2 separate regions of the Columba livia genome follow, and region 2 is linked to region 1. A link is a contact called in public Hi-C data. All regions are on one chromosome and are shown on one strand. Each heading gives the region's core, a stretch centred on a gene start, on an enhancer-like site or on the middle of the called end of the contact. The rest is flanking DNA. Distances are from core to core; before and after follow the strand shown.

What was found. Hi-C and Micro-C count contacts between places; a contact is called where the count stands out from the background.
Region 2: a Hi-C map of crop shows a contact between it and region 1, with 3 times the contacts expected there. The contact joins two enhancer-like sites. A contact is called at or near these places in 2 of 2 Hi-C or Micro-C datasets (crop and liver).

Annotation. Positions count from the first base shown.
Region 1 is chr5:59,086,819-59,091,463 of bColLiv1.pat.W.v2, reverse strand. The region is part of intron 2 of PARVA (parvin alpha); the gene reads right to left. Among named protein-coding and RNA genes, the nearest start is that of PARVA, 12 kb to the right of the region's middle. Within about 2 kb of position 1,908, at least 1 of the 3 cell types and tissues checked has an H3K27ac peak away from gene starts, as active enhancers do.
Region 2 is chr5:59,147,416-59,152,060 of bColLiv1.pat.W.v2, reverse strand. No RefSeq gene overlaps it. Among named protein-coding and RNA genes, the nearest start is that of TEAD1, 28 kb to the left of the region's middle. Within about 2 kb of position 2,275, at least 1 of the 3 cell types and tissues checked has an H3K27ac peak away from gene starts, as active enhancers do.

The DNA.
Region 1 (4,645 bases), core at 659-3,158:
TGAATCTCTGTTTTATCCTCTCCCTAGCTTACTTTACATTTCTGCTCTTACTGTACACACCAACTCTGTTTTCTCCGTAGCTGAACGGTGTTCTGCACATACAGCTGTTACCTTCTACTCAGACAAAAGCAACTTAGCTCAGAATGTCAGATAAAATCCACCAGGGTAGCTCGTTCAAAAATTAAATATGCGGTGCAAAATGCAATGTAAATTTAGTAGGCCTACTATAAGATTAGACAGTCTTCTCCCGAAGACCCGGTAAGATTCAGTTCACATTCAAAACGGCAGAGCTGCAGTACAGCTCCATCCTGACAGACTTGTGGGCGATCCCTGTGCCCCAGCTCCTGGCACTGACTCACACCGGCTTTCCTCGGCAACTGGAGCCACCTTGTGCCCTGCACAGCACCTGCACCCTGCTGGCTGCTCAGGAAAACAATTCATAATAAAGCATACTGGTATTTTGTGCAAGAGACAACAACACCTAAAAAAATATTTATTTGGGGTCTATATAAATTATTTCATTTGTGACTGTTTCAAGTCTGTTAAACATGATTCATTTGTAACTGTTTCAAGTCAGTTAAACGTGAGCAAAATAATAAAGATGCAAATGAACTGGATGCTGATCATTTTTTCCAATCCATCACTGCAGTGAGTTCTTAGGAAGTATGCAAAACACGTAAGTCACTTTGAACACTTGTAGTATAATGAGGAACACTATCACTATTTTCCAGTTTATTGTATCTTCTTACCTACAACTCAGAATTAGAACTAAGAAGTGACAAGAATCCAAGACCACAAGCTGCTTTGCTGCAGGTTTATTTTGCAGTAAAACAGTAAAGTCTCTTCCTCTACAGTAATGAATTTGAGTGCACAGAATACGACCTTAAAATGTTTACAAGTGCTACAGTTCAGATTTGGCCTCTAGCCATAAAATTCAAATCCAGCTTTGAAACATCCCCAAACCTCAGACTCCTCTTTTTTGTTTTTTGGACTCATTACAAAATAGGCATCACATGCATCAAATAGATCTGAACATATTTCCAGAGGCTACTGGGGCAAATTCTGACCCAGGGGCAAATCTACTGTATTTATGTTCTTTTATTGTAAGAGGACCAATACCGAATGTGTTGAGGGTACCAGAGTACTGAGCCAATACATCTTTTCTTCTCAAAGCAAGGGTGATTTTCTTTATTCCAAGTGAGGAGGGCAGATGTGATCAGTTCTTCTAGAAAAATCCATACACGTCATTGAAACACATGAGACCTGACATTTCTGCTTAAACCTGAAAGCACAGGGCACAAAAAAACCTCACAAACCCAAAACCCTGAACTATATAGTTACAACAAAAACTGTTCTGGCCTTTTACCATTCTTCTTCTTCATGCACTCTGCCGACAAGTTAGGCATATCATCTTTTGAATCCAGTACTGCAATACATTATCCTGCATTTACTCTGAGCACTCTGACATTATCATTATCTTCTTTTGTGCCCGACAGCAACTGCAGCTCCTATAATGCCATTATTGTAATTAAGAACAATCTGAACCATTGACAGCATTGCCTCGTTTGCTCTAGAATCCCCTGTGCATTAGAGTTCTTCTAAACCAATATTTCACTATTAATAGTTTGCTGCTTTAGAACCGCCTACAGTTAAAAGAAAAATAAATTATTAGGCCTCAGCCTAACTCGATGGCTGAAGAAGAAACTTGTAAAGAAAAAATAAATGAAAGGCTGTACACCGGCAAACTGTTATCTTTTCTTTACACACATTGAAAATGGATTCACACCCTGCCAACCTATTCAGGCCGTTACCCAGGTGAGGAAGCTTATTTTGGCTTCCTTCAAAAGCACCACCTGTACAGATACAAAAGAAAACATCTCTCTCTTCTCCCACTAAATGTACCCAAAGTACTGCTCTGTCTAAACTCTCCCTTTCATTAATCCAGCTCACAGTTGGATAAGTAGGGCACAGCAATTCAGACATTCTTGCCTGGGAAATTCTGACCTTAATGTCTTTGCTGCACATGTGCTCTCTAGGCTGCCTGTACCCGCTCCATCTGTTTGCAAAGTATGACGCCTGCCCGTTTGCTGAGCCAGGAAGGTGGCCCACCACAGCCCTAGGACTGCTTAACACCCAGGTCTTTGACTGGCTGTAATTCCAGGGAAACAAGCAATTGTCAGCTAAAGAAGTGCAGGTACAACTGGCAGGACAGCACTGACACAACACTGTGCACGTCTTGGAAGCTGGGACCAGAAAGCCCATGGCCAGGCCATGAGAAGAAAATTACATTTTCCCTCTGTGGTAAATGCAGACTTGCACTATTAAGTCCTAACACAAAAGAAACCAGCAGTCATTACCTGCACACTATCTGAAAAGAGCTGTGTTGAAGTCTACCTATAGAACATCACTGGTAACAGGGAGCTTTATGTACTTTTACTCAACATGAACTCAGGAAAGCACTATATGAAAATGACCAAAGAAACATGACTAGTGGAAAAAGGTGGTATCTCCAAAGGATCATGCAGAAAAACATGTATTTAAAAAAAAAACAAAAACAAAACACAACTCTCTTTCTTCATTTGGTTTCTAGCACAGTTAACTGTACTTGAATTGTTTGCTTGTGCACAACTGCAGCCACTGAAGCCAAGAGGCCAGCACTAATTAGAGCACTTAAAAGTTGTCTTACTGCACACAAAGGCAGGCAAAAGAGGCCCAAGTACTTCAGTACAAATACCAAACATGTGGTGATGGTTTTTTCTTCTGTGAACACACATTCCACTACAAAATTATCCACTTTATACTAAAAAAAAATTCAGGAAATTATAACGTTTAGACTACACTTAGGATTTTTGACGCTTTCAAAGCTTTTGCAGTATGAGATTGTATTTTCATGTCTGGGAATTCCCGACTGGTGTGGAAATGCAGAGCTGCTCCTCACTCTACCACGCCCACTATCTGCTCACATCTTCTGAAGGGTAGCAGTGGCCGCTGACAATTGTTGCACCCCCTCTCCTACCACCCTGACTAAAGTCCCTTTTTCCAAGTGGAATTTTGTAGGTTTCACTAGGAATAAAGTTTAATCTCACACACCAGTGGGTCAGTGTCATAGATTGCTCTATCACTCCACAGGAAAAGAACAGAATCCACTTTATGCTAAGTAGAAATCGGAGAAGCCAAAAGGAATTAACCATGTCTACAAATACCAAGAATGGCTCAGAGAAATACATATTCCAGGTGTTTTCTTTTGCAAAAATAATTATCTAAGAAAAAAAGATAAGATATTGTCAACTATGGTACACTATGTGGTGCTTAACACAAAGATCAATAAGAAGTCAGGAAGAGAAGTACAAAGAGTGAAAAAAAAAAAGCAGTATTGCTAACTCATAACCAATGTGCTTTCTTTAATTTTGTGTTGAATACACATATATAATAGTTTTGTAGCAGCACATGCAATTATTTCACAGAGAATACTACAAAGCTAAAAGGAAAGCAGAACATTTGGGAGACTGTAGAGCCTTGTTACTTAATACTGCAATTCTTCAATATTTTAAGTAAGATCATCACCTGCTTGAACAGTGGCACAGTCTATAGCCAGGTGCAGGATTTGGGTGAAGAGATGGTGGCTAATCTTACTAATACAGCTCTGCCAATACAATTCACTCATGACCAGTCACATCCCTATTTTTCTTTTTATTTCTGGCCCTTGGTTTTCTTTGGCCTGACCACAGGTTGTCAAGGAGTAGTTCCATGGTAGGCTACAGATTCACATAAGGCTGCTGATCTGATTTTGCTTTTGGTTCAAAACATCTTTTGTTTATATTTCAGTTTGGTCACCAAAGTGAATTAACTCACTGATGCACTCAACACACGCGCACCTAGTCCCAAGAAAGACATGGGTATTCAAACCAAGTAATGTTATCTATTAATAAGTATTAGCACACCAAACAGAATATGTATGATGATACATATAAAGAGCAAGACTGAGTGCCTTGCTACTCAGTGCTTAGCTACACACTCAGAGAAGCACAAGAACTACTATGAGCTGCACAAGGAATACACAGAAAAGAAGCTGAGCCTTCAGCCTCACCCCAGCCCTGTGTTTGCAACAGCTGCAAATAAAGATGTGAAGCACTGCAAATTGTCCTGCCTTCCAGTTCATCCTCTCTCACACAAAATGGCATCACACTGCTGCCAGCACAGCACTGACTGCACCCAGGGCAGTGTCAACTGTCCTTTCAAGGGTCATCTCTTCTTGGTTTTGGCTGCAGCTTAACAAAGAAAATAGTCTAGCATTAGGAATACAAGTCAACAGTATGTTTTAATAGGAACTGGTGTGGGGAGGAAGAGGACAGAAGCAGCTGATGGAAAAGCAACAATATTCTAGGTACACCTCAACTACTGTTTTTTTAAAGTTTCACTCCACAAAGAACTGTGTCCATAAAACTGCTGATTTCATATTCAGCAACATCAGCATTTTGCTGAAAAAGACTGAAGAACTCTGTGGATTTAGTTAATAGGAATCACTTGATATCAGCTGCGATGAAGTAACAAAATAATTGGACTGTGTATATCTCAATCTCAGTGGGAACGGCAGATACCCCAGTATTAAACTATCTGGTCTGCAGAGAGGGCATCGTTTAATGGT
Region 2 (4,645 bases), core at 1,026-3,525, 60 kb before region 1:
ACCAGAACCTGGGAATTTTATGTTAATTAAGAAATGCTGATTAATAGAGAACAGTAGGTTTTAATAAACCAGTAATAAAAGAGAAATTGTGTTTAAATAACAGGCGTGTCTTGATTCCCTGGAACAAATCTTCTGATTTTTAATAGGGGGAATTCACCTAATGGAAAATTTCGCCTGACTGAAGACAACAGAGGTTTTCTGTTGGGTGTTACTCACTGCGGTTTAACTCCCTATCCCAGAGGTCTGCCTGGCTAACTGAGCCATTGGGAAAGAGGTCTTGGAAACAACAGAAGTTACAATCTTGATACCAAAATTACTGGGTGAGGTTGTGTCATATTAGAGGAGAGAACAGAAGATCACAAGACATCTGGGGTTAAAGTGTTAAGGTACATGCAAAAGCCCCAGCAATACAAGATAGCTCAGCTTATTTCCTAAAAGCGCCCGGAGTGCAAGTTACAGGTCTGCCAGAAAAAGATAACTACAGGTGCTGGACTGTGCTGCCCCAGCAAGATCCCTCCACTGTCTCACTTTGGGGTACAACTGCTTCTAGGCCCCTTCTAGTAGTACAACTGCACATAACTTCCTTAACCACAAGGTGAAGGCAAGCCCTGGAGCTTTTCTGTTACTGAGCACAAATGGTAACAGGGACATCCTGGGGTTTGACGCACGTTTCCTTGTACGTATATCCCAAAAGGAGGCAGAGCTGACTCAGAGAAACTTGCCCATTAGTATCCTACCTCCATGTCATGCTCTGCATCCCAGCAGATCATACAATACTTGGTAGCTTATATAAATGAGCTCTGTTCAATGGAGGGACACTATTGTAAGCATGAAACGGGAATCCAGACAGTTTTGGTAATCCAACCTCAAACAATGTGAGCACAGAAAATCCACTGTGGCTAATGAAAAATGAAAAGCAAGGTCCAGTTATCAGCAATGAAATTTCAGTAATTAACACTCAAAACTTTAAACTGAGGAATATGTATGTTCCTAAAAAGCAGTGTAACTGTTCAAAATACCAAGTAGACAAATCTGTGCCCTAAATCTGCTTCCTACCAACTTGGTAACTTTCCACAGTGATTGCGAAGTGCTTATTGTAGCAAATTCATTGCCAGAGTATCTTTCTTGCATGGGAGAACCATGACCTTCCAAAGCAGAAAAATCTCTGAACCTGGACGTGGAGCTCTGGCTAAATGAAGCTGAGTCTGCTACGTGCTTCTAATTTCTTTGCTTTGATGGAAGTCCTAATGTCACCACTTAGGCAATGAGAAGGCGAGTTAAGGCTTTATCAGGACTAACTGGCGGCAGGCAGAGTTGAAGGCAGATCTTGATTAAGTGCTCTGAGCAACTGGAATTAAACTGTGGGACTGCAGAGTCTGGGAAGTAGTGGTCCACATGCAAGTTTTCATTTCAGAGCCCCTCAAACTAAGCCCCTCTTAAAACCTGACCTTTTTCCTCCAGCTCTACTCTTCAGGCTACAAGTAAACTCATGGAACCTGCCCAAGTAGAAAATGAACTTATTAGTCACAGGACAGTTGGTGGCACGCAGAGCATACTCCTGATTAATTTATCAGTCTAAGTTATTTTACAGCCAGCTGGCCCACCCTCATTGTGTTATACGAGCATGTTGCAAGATATAAAGTGTTCACACAAAGATACATTTCTCTCTCTTCCCCTCACCCTCTGCTTCTATTCTGAGCTTGTTTCTTTAGAAAGTGGTGGTGTGGGAAGGCTCCACCAAACGTCTCCATGCCTGCTTCTCATCTGCATTAAGAGTCCCTGCGGTGCCATGAAGAAAGTTCAGTGTTAAGTAAGATTCAGGCCTTGATTTCTATAAGGGTCAGAGAGGGGTGGTTTTGTTTTCTTGATTTTGTTTTAATTCTTTTAAAAAAATGTGTAAACACAATTAGTATTGCTTCCATTTTGATAGGCTACACTCAGTAGGGGCTCGTATTACCCTCTCTGCAATTTATACTTGAGGAGTTTATTTGATTTTGGTATTGCTTTGTTAAGAGAAGGCACGATGACTCAATTAGAAATACTGGTAGGGATCCTGACCAACGCTATCTTTACATTTTATGTTAAAAAAACAAAGAAAGGAAGGAAAAAAGAAGAGTTCCCAGACAGCAAAATTATGAAAATCACAAGGGGAAGCGCTGCCTAAGACTGCACTTCCATTGGAAGTGTAACCACCACAAACTTGTATTCCACTTATCTGAATCAAGACTGAGACTAATTTCCCAATGGGTTAGAGTTGTGCTTTCCTTTTTTGTTCTCTTAGAGTTTGCAAGGCAAACAAACAAACAAGACTAATTATAATACTTTAACAGTCTGTCAAATAAAGCAGTTCTGTCGCTTACTTTTTAAGTTAGTGCATTCATGGAGTCTTCTTTTTGTATCATTATCTCAGAAGAATAAACACGTAAGTTTAGCACAAACCGTAAAACTGTGTTGTAGACTTCAGCTAATCTAGTATCTTTCATTAGTAAGGAGGATTTGGGTGGAGGCCAAGTTAATTAAAACCAGAATAGAACTGTGTTCTATTCATATGAGTCATATAGCTCTGACTCACAATAGAGTCTGTGCAGCTAATGGGTTAATTTGTCCTGATAACGCAGGAAAAATGGAGCTAGAGGTTATGACACTGTTTGAACTGAGCGCTGGTTTCAGACAGCAGACGTACAAGGTTTTTATGCAATTAAGAATACGGATCTGCTCTAATGATGTCCTTTCTGTCTATTCAAGTGCCACTACAAACAGTTCAGAAAGCTCTGGAGGTACAGGAGTCTCAGAAATCCAGGACTGACACCTTCAATACTTTATTATTGTAACAATACGCACATGAAAGTGTTTAAGCTACTGCCACACAGACGGAAGTCTAAATCACATGCATGTAACGCTGGCAATTTCCTCCTAGCTGATAGTCCTGCAGCACTTCAATGGGAAAAATTCTTCCCCAGGCAACCTAACAAACCCACACGCTCGCTTGCCTCAGTGGCCTGCTGCCGAGCACCTACATCTCCACCCCAAGAAGCATGGTAAAAGTGGTAATCCTTCAAGCCAACAGCCTCTGGAACTCCTCTGGTCCCCTTTTCCCTGGGGACTGGCATTCCACACAAGCCTCGCTGCTACCTTTCCAGCTCCTTGTTTCACACCACAACTTAAAGGCACAGACGGGGTACAGAAAGGGGAACCTGCTTCCTAATCCATCCCTCTCATGATCTTCGGTGTAAAGTTAGAGAGGTTCACTTACCGCTTTCCTCCTCCCACATTCCTGCAAGGCTGTGAGCCTTTCAAGACAAGGACTGTTATCACGGCACGAATTCATGGAACTGTTGGTGCAACAAACCCCGTGGGCATGGCTATAAACCAAACGGCAATAACAAGCACACCTGAGTTCTATCTGCCTAAAACCTAGTGCCAAGGTTGAAGGCAGACGGCAGCATTCTGCTGCTCTGCAGCTGATTTAGTTATCTCATCTCCAAGGGCCTCTCAAGAGAAGACATAAATTATACTGGTTTTTCAACCCTCATACAGGTGAAACTCTTAATGAATACAAGAGTGGACAAGAAGCATATATCTTTTATGAGCTAATTTACACAGTTGCTATAAGGGATCCTTTGAGGAAACCAGACCTTAAAAGTAATGGTTTTGTGGGTGTGATTATATAGGATTGTGATAGGAAGTGAAGACAATATAATGCAGGCCTCAGTGTAAATGTGACTGAGGCTTCCCACGGTGATACGAATATTTATCCGTTTCTAAGTAAAACAGACTCAAAGAAACCACAAGGACTTTTCTCACATATTTCAAGTTAATTCATTATTTTGCTGAATTGAGGCTATGGTCCTCAGCACCTTGCAAGTTTCAGACTGCATGGGAACACAGTATTACCCCGCACTTAAGTACTGCTACTTAGGGAAACAAAAAGGAAAATTACATTAAAACAAACAAACAAAAAAACAAAACCAACCAACCAAACAAAAAAACAAAATAGAAAAAACAGCAAGTTCTGGTCACAGTGATTTTCCCTCACCCCCCTGTATGTAATTTAATAGACCTCATCTGTTCATCTAACATAACAGTTATAAATTTGGCATGTGATCCAATGGACTAATCATTCAGAGACATGACTACAGTCAGCACTGTTCGTTCCTCCCAGCATCAAAAGCCTTAAGCAGTGGATGGGGCTCATTAGTCACAGCTGAAGACTTGAGAGCCTCAACATGCTAGTTTAGTATTAATTTCCACCTAACTGGAACAATGCAAACATCCGGGAGAGGGAGGAATAGTTAAAGCATGTTTTAAGGCTTATTCCCAATAAAATTAAACCGAGTCAAGTAGGAAACAGTCTGTGCAGTATGTCACAACACGGAAGTCCAGAAGGGAAGCAGAAGATACTCTTCCAGTTCTCCCCTCCCAGCCCACGTGTGTGCATGGCCCTAGGCAGATTTTCAGCTCTTCACCCAGAGTACAGGTACCAAGGTTGCAATCCTGGAAAATCTGTTTGAGCACCACCTTCCCCTGAAGGCATCTAAATTTCACCCTTGATTTTACATTGAAAAATCCCCAGCATTTTATGCCGGCACATGTTCGAAGCTGACCCAGTCTCAGCGGGGCTGAGTAGTTCTAGTTTTAATCTGAC